Regions from separate parts of the Xenopus tropicalis genome. Here region 2 is linked to region 1. The links are chromatin contacts, called in public Hi-C maps. All regions are on one chromosome and are shown on one strand. The core of a region is the stretch at or near the end of the contact, and the rest is flanking DNA. Distances in the headings are between cores, read along the strand shown. Region 1 holds the start of lamtor5 (late endosomal/lysosomal adaptor, MAPK and MTOR activator 5). Region 2 overlaps ggnbp2 (gametogenetin binding protein 2).

Region 1 (4,527 bases), core at 1,059-3,558:
AATTTTATTGGTTTCAATTTAAAATGCTGCCATTCTCACACTATTTATGCCAAGGTGCCCACTGTTAGTCACTGGGTGACTTTGACTAAAGGTTAGAAAAAGCGGGCACACCCACCAACCACCATTTACAATTCACCTATTGACTTTTATTGGTTTAAATTTAAACTGCTGCCGTTCTGTAACTATTAATCCTAGGGTCCCTAAACTTTGCAGAGTTAGTCACTGGGTAACTGCAGTTCCAGATTAGAACAAATGGGCAGAGCCACCAACCGCCAATCAGATGTCACTTGTTGACTTTCAGTGGGGAAATTTAAATTGCTGCCATTTAGACACTATTAAAACCAGGGTCTCCAAACTTTGCAGAGTGTTTTTTACTATATAACTGTGGGTCCAAGGTTAGAAAAAGTGGACCAAGTCAACAACATATCAGATTTCATTCAGTGACTTTATGTTTTTCAAACCAACATGAAGTTTATTCTCAAACTTCCCTTTCTAGTTTCAGTCTTGTGAGCGTTAATTTTGTACCTCCAAAAATGAACCACAATCATGTAAAAAAATAAAGATTTCTTAAAGCGAGTTATTAACATTTTGAATGATCAATAATAAATCATCGGCAAGATGATTTAACATGAGAAATGTCAGAAATGTCTTTCCACCGGCAACAGTAGGAGTTACCTGTGGAAAGGCCTACACATAGCTTCAGCTTTCCGAAGTCGCGCAAAGCTTCCTCGTGGGCCATAAGCCTAAACGAAATATAGTAACATTACATTCGTTTGTTTGAGAGCCTCAAAAAAAGCGAAGTAAAGTTGCTCTTAGTAAAATTTTAAGCAATAGCACCATCTGCTGGTTATATCTAGTACTTATGTAATTATATTTCATTTACCTGTGTAATTTCTGTAAAACAGAACATTTAAATTGTTTGTTGCCTTGCTCCTTTTCCACAAACAAATGTTTAAGGTGGCCATACTTAAAGATCCGCTCGCCTTTCGAGGTCCCTTCTCCCGATATCCCCATCAACAGGTGGCGATATCGGGGGAATTTAGGTTAATTCGGTCATTTGGCCCTGGGGAGCCAGTCGGTTGGGGGACCACATCAACGAGCCGATACGGTCGCCGATCCAACTGAATTTTTTAACCTGCCGATCTATATCTGGCAATTTTAGGCCAGCTATCAGTCGGGCAGGCAGTCGTTGCTGCCCCTACACGGGCCGATAAGCTGCCGAATCAGTCCAAGGGACCAATATCCGGCAGCTACAATCAGCCTGTGTATGGCCACCTTTAGTGTTCAAGAGAGAGATAAGCTTGTAGCAGCCTAGAGTATTGTAGTGTTTTACCCTATTACAGCGTGACTGCAATGTGAGCTTATGTAAAGAATGTAACTGTATCTGTGTTTTCCCATATGCTAGTATAGGATGGGTTTTCTCGTAAAATATTGAAAAATCTTGACACTAAGCCGTTTGGGCCCATACCCTTAACTGTGGGAGCATCCTGTTAGAATAAATGCATGCTACTCTATGCAAGGGCACCCTCTCCTGTTTTTTATTGAACAGTCTGGCAAAAACCACCATTTGTGCCGAGTGGCACAAGAATTGAAAGTGAATAGTGATCATTTTTATATGACCCGGACATAAGTCCAATAGCATAACTCTTAGTTTCTCATTCAAAAGACCACTTCTGTCAAGCTTCTGGTTGCACTCTGCACCCTAGGCCTAATAAACAATCCAGCATGAGGTGAGGAATAACATGCAAGTTAAGGATTGGGCAGGTAGTAGTAGGGGGAATTTACATCTGTCCTTGCCCCAGTAGAGCTTTCAGTTCTTACCACATTCACAAACTCTGTGGTTATGTTTATCAATAGCCACTTAACTTAACTAAGGTGAACAAACCCTTTAATATATATTTTAGAAATATTTTATTTCCTTTGATTGAAGCCCACCACATCCATTTGGGAGAAGAAACAACGTCATGTGCAGTAACAAATCTAGAGCTCCATGGAACTGGGTGTAAAATTCACTCTGGACATTAACCCACGTGACACCCAAAGTCAGTTAACCCTCTGTAAACACTAAATTGCAAAAGGAAGTCAAGAAACCAAAATGGACAAGAATCCTACTGTCAGGCCAGTAAAAACAGTAATCAAGAAACCTATTCTCAGAGTATGTTAGCTTTGTATGAAGCATTGTGCATTGTAGCGGAACCACCATTAAGCCAAAGCATATTAATAGTATTTTTCATTCATTGATTTTTCTTAATAGCGCCAGAGCTTCAAATACTGCAAACGAAAACTCCCATTAGCCCCACCTTCTGTCTAACAGTCAGCTGACCGGGAGGGTCACATGAGCAAACACCCGGAAGAGGAACTGCTTTAAGGTTTTTTTGACAGGAAGAAGAGACTCAGCTATGGAAGCGGCTCTGGAGCAGCATTTGGAAGATACGTGAGTGCTCTGTAAACACATACTAAGGAAAATAAAATTAATTGGTTTTTTTCAATTAGTAAAATCAGGACATTTAAAGCGAAAGAACAGAAATAATTCAAACAGACAGAAATGCACTTCAGAACTTGAATTTCGTAACGTGTCTTTAAGTTTGCTGGTAATAGTTCAGATTCTCTTATTTTTAATCATTCCTACATGCGTGATCTCACTCAGGAGAGGAAATCGTGGGGGGAGGAAGCGGTGAACACTGTCACTGTTCATTCGGAGACTGGGGCATCTGGGGGAGGGGGTATAAGCATAAGTGTGAGCTATTAGTTACACAAGGTAACGACCATGTTGTTGCTGTTAGGCGGGTAGGCAGTTGAAGAGGGGATGTAAATTCGGATGCACAGATTAATTGCAAGGAAGTTGTTGGAGGGGTTTACTCGAAAAGCAGAGGAGGCCTTGGAGTTTTTGTTAGGAGGAAGCAGTGCAATATCAGGCATGGAGGTTTGGGGAGTCATGAGTTAACTGCATGTAAATCCTTATTGGGGGTGAGAAGGCTCATGAAACTGTGTAGGTGAATTGGGTGGCAGAGGTGGCCATGCAGTTATGTGTAAGGAAATGGCACAAGTGGCTGGCAGGTAGGTTATGTGAGGAGGATGATGGAGTGGAGTTGTGTAGGTGGGCAAAGTGGCATAACTGAAAGGGATGGGGGCTGTGCATGTTTTGATGGAGTCAGGCATACTGGCTCTTGTGTGGAGCTGAAACGTCGGATTAATAAAAACCATGTAAGATATTGCTAAAAAACTTTTTTGGTGAATATTAACCAAAGTCCTGTGAGTGCTAACCTTTATTGCAATTGTGTGTATATATATATATATATATATATCTGTATTCATTGGTGCGTGCATAGGTGCTCATATATACATGCGTATGTGTGTATGAAAGTGCTTATATATGTGCACATATAGACACATATATAAGTAAATATTTAGGTGCACATGTGTATATATGTGCATCAATATGTGTGTAATTGTATGTGTATATGTGCAACAACACGTGTGTACATATAGGTCTGTAAATAAGTGTATATATAGATGTGTGTTTGTGTCCAAGCAGACACACAACCATGTGGCTTCCTTGTTTGACTCTACACCTGGAATTTTACTTAACAAATACATTCATGGTCTTGATCCTCTGCTAGTGAGTATTTTCTAGTGCATGATCTGTATAGAGGTGTTTAATAAACGGGTTGCACAGATCGATCTGCCCACAGTGCGATCACATATTATTGATTCCTTAACCAAGATTCAACTTTATTTAAACACTTGATTATATTTCTGACTATTTTACTCTAATATTCTGACTTTCACGGTACATCCCTGACATCTAGCTTCATAAAAAGTGTTACTCTTCTTAGACCTTGTGGTTATTCTCTTGTACTTTCTATTTTGTCCATTTAGTATTCTTTTTTTATTGCCTGTCTATATAATTTTTGTTATTATTTATTTTTGATATAATTTTGATCTCTGTCTGGTAACGTAGGATTACGTCATCTCCACTTTTTCCCACCACTGTGTGCTTTTTAGACACTGAGTTTGTTGTATTCACCACTTTGATAAAGGCTAGAGTGCTAGCCGAAATTTTAGTCTCCTATATAATAAAACAACAAGTCCTGCGAGTACTGACACTTCCTCCAGTATATTCAATAATTTTTGGACCTGAGTGAGTGAGTGCCGGCATCTATTTGGAAGTATATATATATTTCTGAGAAAAGTTGTGTTGTTTAATACTGACACAAGAAACATCAGAGACTGACTAATTGTCTAAACTTTGCAACATCATCTTTCTTTTCCCCTGACTATAAGGACAAAATGGCAGCTATGGCCACTCTATCACTTTTTAAATTTGTTTGGTTAATCTATAATAATCTATATCTATAATATCCTATGAACTAGTAGAGATGATATAGCTGAAATAGCTTTCAGATAGGTAACCAGTATTTGTTTGGTATCTTGACACAAGTGTTTTGCCGTTCCTTACTTTTTCAGAATGAAAAATCCATCAATTGTTGGAGTTCTGTGTACAGATTCACAGGGGCTAAGTCTGGG
Region 2 (4,963 bases), core at 2,109-4,608, 130 kb before region 1:
CAGAATCTACCTTCCCTGCTAATGTGAATTAGAGCACTTTTTTTATCTGTTTTATTGAAACATGAAAGTTAGACTGCAAGTACACAGGCCAGCAATTCAATTGGTTACTTGGATTGTTAGATTTTATTCCCCCCCCCAAAATTTGGGCATGTAACTCAGGAATCTGTGCATGCAGTCCTCTCAGAGTGGGACTGTGAACGAGTTTGCGTTGGTTCTGTCTAATTTGGCTTTCACTTGTGTGGCCAAATCATGCAACGGTCCACTTGTTTAAAGACCTTGCCAAAGTATAAGAGGCCTTATTTACTGAAGACTAGGCAGGGTGCAAAATCAAAAAACAGACTCAAGCCACAAAGTTTTACATTGTGCTACATATTTGCTCATGCTGTCATCATGAGGGTAGGGCAAGTAAATGCATGCCCATAACACCCCACGAGATATGTAACCTCATAGTTCTCAAGCACTTATGTCCTAGGTCATCATAAATATCCCCTCTAATCTCTCTTTGCATGGTCAGCCACATGGTGGGTGTCAAAATTCTTACTCTTTCCTTTTTAACTAATTTTATGTTTTTGTTTTTTTTTATGCTTGTGCTGTATCTGTAATCTGATGAGCAGTTTATCTCTGGCTCCCAACCTTGCCTTTACTTTATATTATTTAATGTATCTAGAAACTCTGGCCCGTTTAAACAATAGGCTTAGAATATTTGTTTATTCTGTGGTAATGCATGCAAATGTACTGATGTCTCATTCAGAGGTCACTGGATGGATGTTTGGGAGGTTATGTCCCCGGAATGCCGTGATGAAGTAGCATTAATTGATTCAAACTGTCTTTTGGAAACCCTAGAAAATTATCTTCAAAAGCACAGGTAAGTTCTAAAATTATTTATGAAGAACAAGCCAAATGCATTATTGTCTTTGTATCAGGATTTTCCAAATAATTCCAAAATCATCAGATGGCAGTAGGATTGTTAGATGTATTCTCCCCTACATGAAGACCCTTGAATTCCACAAGCCCTCTTGAAGGGTATGAAAACAAATATATTTTGTTCAGCTACTTTTCTGCAACACAACTGTGTTCTTTGTTCCTGTGATTAACCTTGCACAACTTCTCTCCAGCTGCCAGTCTTTATTTTAGGCTCTAAAATCCTTATTTTGTTGCACTTTAGAGCACATATATAATCTAAGTTTTAAATGATAATTTATACTCTACAATTCTAAGATAAGGCCATTTCATGGTTATGTCTACCTTAGAATAGCTCCCTTGTAAAGTACAGGGATGTATGTACAGTCATGGCTGAAATTGTTGGCACTCCAGACAATTTTCCAGAAAATCAAGTATTTCTCACAGAAAAGTATTGCAGTAACACATGTTTTGCTATACACATGTTTATTCCCTTTGTGTGTATTGGAACAGAACAAAAAAGGGAGGAAAAATGCAAATTGGACATAATGTCACATAAAACTCCAAAAATGGACTGGACAAAATTATTGGCACCCTTTCAAAATTGTGGATAAGTAAGATTGTTTCAAACATGTGTTGCTCCTTTAAACTCACCTGGGGCAAGTAATAGGTGTAGGCAATATAAAGATCACACCTGAAATCAGATAAAAAGGAGAGAAGTTCACTTAGTCTTTGCATTGTGTGTCTGTTTGTGCCACACTAAGCATGGACAACAGAAAGAGGAGAAGAGAACTGTCTGAGGACTTGAGAACCAAAATTGTGGAAAAATATCAACAATCTCAAGGTTACAAGTCCATCTCCAGAGATCTAGATTTGCCTTTGTCCACAGTGCGCAACATTATCAAGAAGTTTGCAACCCATGGCACTGTAGCTAATCTTCCTGTGCTTGGACGGAAGAGAAAAAACGATGAAAGGTTGCAACGCAGGATAGTCCATATGGTGAATAAGCAGCCCCAAACAAGTTCCAAAGAAATTCAAGCTGTCCTGCAGGCTCAGGCAGCATCAGTGTCAGCGCGAACTATCCGTCGACATTTAAATGAAAATGAAACTCTATGGCAGGAGACCCAGGAGGACCCCACTGCTGACACAGAGACATAAAAAAGCAAGACTGCAGTTTGCCAAAATGTACTTGAGTAATCCTTCTGGGAAAACATCTTGTGGACAGATGAGACCAAGATAGAGCTTTTTGGTACAGCACATCATTCTACCGAAAACTGAATGAGGCCTATAAGCAAAGAATACAGTACCTACAGTGAAATATGGTGGAGGTTCAATGATGTTTTGGGGTTGTTTTGCTGCCTCTAGCACTGGGTGCCTTGAATGTGTGCAAGGCATCATGAAATCTGAGGATTACCAAAGGATTTTGGGTCGCACTGTAGAGCCCAGTGTCAGAAAGCTGGGTTTGCTTCCGAGATCTTATGTACGCAGCGCTATACAGTAGGATACATTAAGATAATAATAGATAAATACACAGTATAACAATAAATACAAGATACAGTTGCAATAAGTTAAGAGTCAAAGACACAAGAGAATGGAGGTCCCTGCCCCTTAGAGCTGCTGTACTGCAGTTACTGTGACTTACTAAGGTTCATACTATCCACTCAAAAGAGAAGACAGGGACGCACTCCCATAGTATAAAATCAATTATATACACTTTTAATTAAAATATATTGCACAGTCAGCATCTCAAATAATAAAATCTAAGTTGATAGCCCGATAGCCCAACATGTTTCGTCTTGATTCTGACAATTCTGTTCAATGTTATCCTACATTCTAGGGTATATTTATTTACATTGGTATACACTGATATACACTGGTGATGTTGTCCACAACCAATCAGCAATTAGAATTGAACGGTCACCTAGAAGTTAGGAAACAAAAGCAAAGATCTGATTGGTTGCTATGGGAAACATCAAAGGTTATGTCTCCAATGTTAATAAATACACCCCTCTGTGTTATTACAGCAATTCAAGGGCTAACTTTGTCCTAACTACTGTGACTTTTACCTGATCAACTGCACACAACCTGCCATGGGAACATACTAGTCTCTGTCCTTTCTGGAATTTTGTTCTGTGCAAGGCTGACTTGTTCTGGTGTATTATTCTACTAGAGTCCTTGATCCGTTTGATTCCTGTACCTTCAGAATTATTTCTTGTCCTTCCTTCTTTACAACTTTGAATAAAGTTGTTACGTGTTTTACTTCTCTTTTACGTACAACTGGAAATAGAGATGCATTTTCTGTTAAAACAGAGCAGCTTACGGCCTGATAATGACACAAAAAAACCAATGGCTTCTTTTGAATTCTGTAATTTCTCTTAGCGCTTTAGTGAATAGGGAGCACTGTTTTACTTGTCTGCTATGTGCAGTTCTCAGCTTTGACAGGTAGGAGGCATTGCTTTACAAACAATTTGTCCTGTCACGCTGAAAGCGAAGAAGAGAAAGCTGAGAGGAAAAGAACAGTAGTCTATTGTGAGAAAAGAGAAGTGTCTTATTTTAAAGAATCCATGCACCATGAGCTGCTTTAAACAATGGTCAACTCTCTGGTAATCCAGAGATGAATTATTTTCCCAAACATCAGTAATTGTAATAAAAGTATATGTATTAAAAGTACAGGTATGGGACCTGTCATCCAGAATGCTTGGGACCTGGGGTTTTCCGTATATGGGATCTTTCCGTAATTTGGATCTCCATAAAAATCATTTAAATATTAAATAAACCCAATTGAATGGTTTTCATTCCAATAAGGATTAATTATATCTTAGTTGGGATCAAGTACAAGGTACTGTTATTACAGAGATAAAGAAAATCATTTTTAAAAATGAGAATTATTTGCTTATAATGGATTCTATGGGAGATGGCCTTTCTGTAATTTGAAACTTTCTGCATAATGTGTTTCCGGATAATGAATGCTATACCTGTACTGTGGGTTGGATTTTGATCAACTGTTAACATTTATCCCACCCTTCTTAAAGGAACAGTAACATCAAAAAATTAAAGTGTTTTAAAGTAATTAAAATATAATGTGCTGTTGCTCTGCAAAAACCTGGTGTTTTTGCTACAAAAAAGCTACTATATAAATAAGCTGCTGTGTAGCCATGGGGGCAGCCATTCAAGCTGGAAAAAAGGAGAAAAGGCACAGGTTACATAGCAGATAACTAGTAGATAAGCCCCATATAATGGGGGTTTATCTGTTATCTGCTAAGTAACCTGTGCCTTTTCTCGTCATTTGAATGGCTGCCCCCATGGCTACACAGCAGCTAACTTATATAAACTATAGTAGTCTTTCTGAGGCAAACACACCAGTTGTAGCAATGCAGGGCAACAGTACATTATATTATTACTTTTATACACTTTCGTTTTTTGGTGTTACGGTTTCTTTAATACCCTAGAATTCTCTTGCATTCACTTAAAGGAAAAGTAACACTAAAAATTTTTAAGTAAAAGCTCTATTCTCCCCTGCCCCAATAATTGCCCTATCCTGCAAACCATTTAGTATTTTGAATGCTTTATTAGAAAATACCTGTTAAAACTTGGCTTCCAGTCATTTGAAAAAAAGGCGATACGGCGATGCAGGGGAAGCATCCACTATGCGGCGATCGATTGATCGACCCTAGCCTGACTCCTTCCTATTCGGAAGGAAGGCTAGGGTCGATTAATCGATCATCGCATAGTGGATGCTTCCCCTGCATCGCTGTATCGCCTTTTTACAAATGACCGGAAGCCAAGTTTTAACAGGTATTTACGGTAAAGAGAAATGGCTTTTACAACATTTGCAATATATAGTTGCAATTGAATGAAGTATTATTGTTTAATCCTTTTATTCTTCCCTGGGTCAGTGTAGTTCTCTTTATCAGCAGATTTTCAACATTGTTAAGTCTGAAGGTCCCCATTCATGTTGAGATTCGGGGACCGCATCAACGAGCCGATGCGGTCCCCGATCCAACTGAATTTTCTAACCTGGCCGATCGATATCCGACCAATTTTAGGCAGGCCCCTCGTTTCT

What was found. Hi-C and Micro-C count contacts between places; a contact is called where the count stands out from the background.
Region 2: a contact with region 1 is called in a Hi-C map of liver, with 4 times the contacts expected there. The contact joins the enhancer-like site here to the promoter of lamtor5 in region 1. A contact is called at or near these places in 5 of 5 Hi-C or Micro-C datasets (brain, gastrula embryo, liver and 2 more).

The regions. Positions count from the first base shown.
Region 1 is chr2:72,306,798-72,311,324 of UCB_Xtro_10.0, reverse strand. lamtor5 (late endosomal/lysosomal adaptor, MAPK and MTOR activator 5) reads left to right here and starts at 2,308. Exons shown (of 4, transcript NM_001113873.1): 1 at 2,308-2,434; 2 at 4,468-4,527. The coding sequence starts at 2,400.
Region 2 is chr2:72,433,131-72,438,093 of UCB_Xtro_10.0, reverse strand. It overlaps ggnbp2 (gametogenetin binding protein 2), which reads left to right. Exons shown (of 13, transcript NM_001006808.1): 5 at 752-865. Among named protein-coding and RNA genes, the nearest start is that of ggnbp2, 13 kb to the left of the region's middle. Within about 2 kb of position 3,358, at least 3 of the 11 cell types and tissues checked have an H3K27ac peak or open chromatin away from gene starts, as enhancers often do. A contact at or near this core is called in liver, where this site is marked.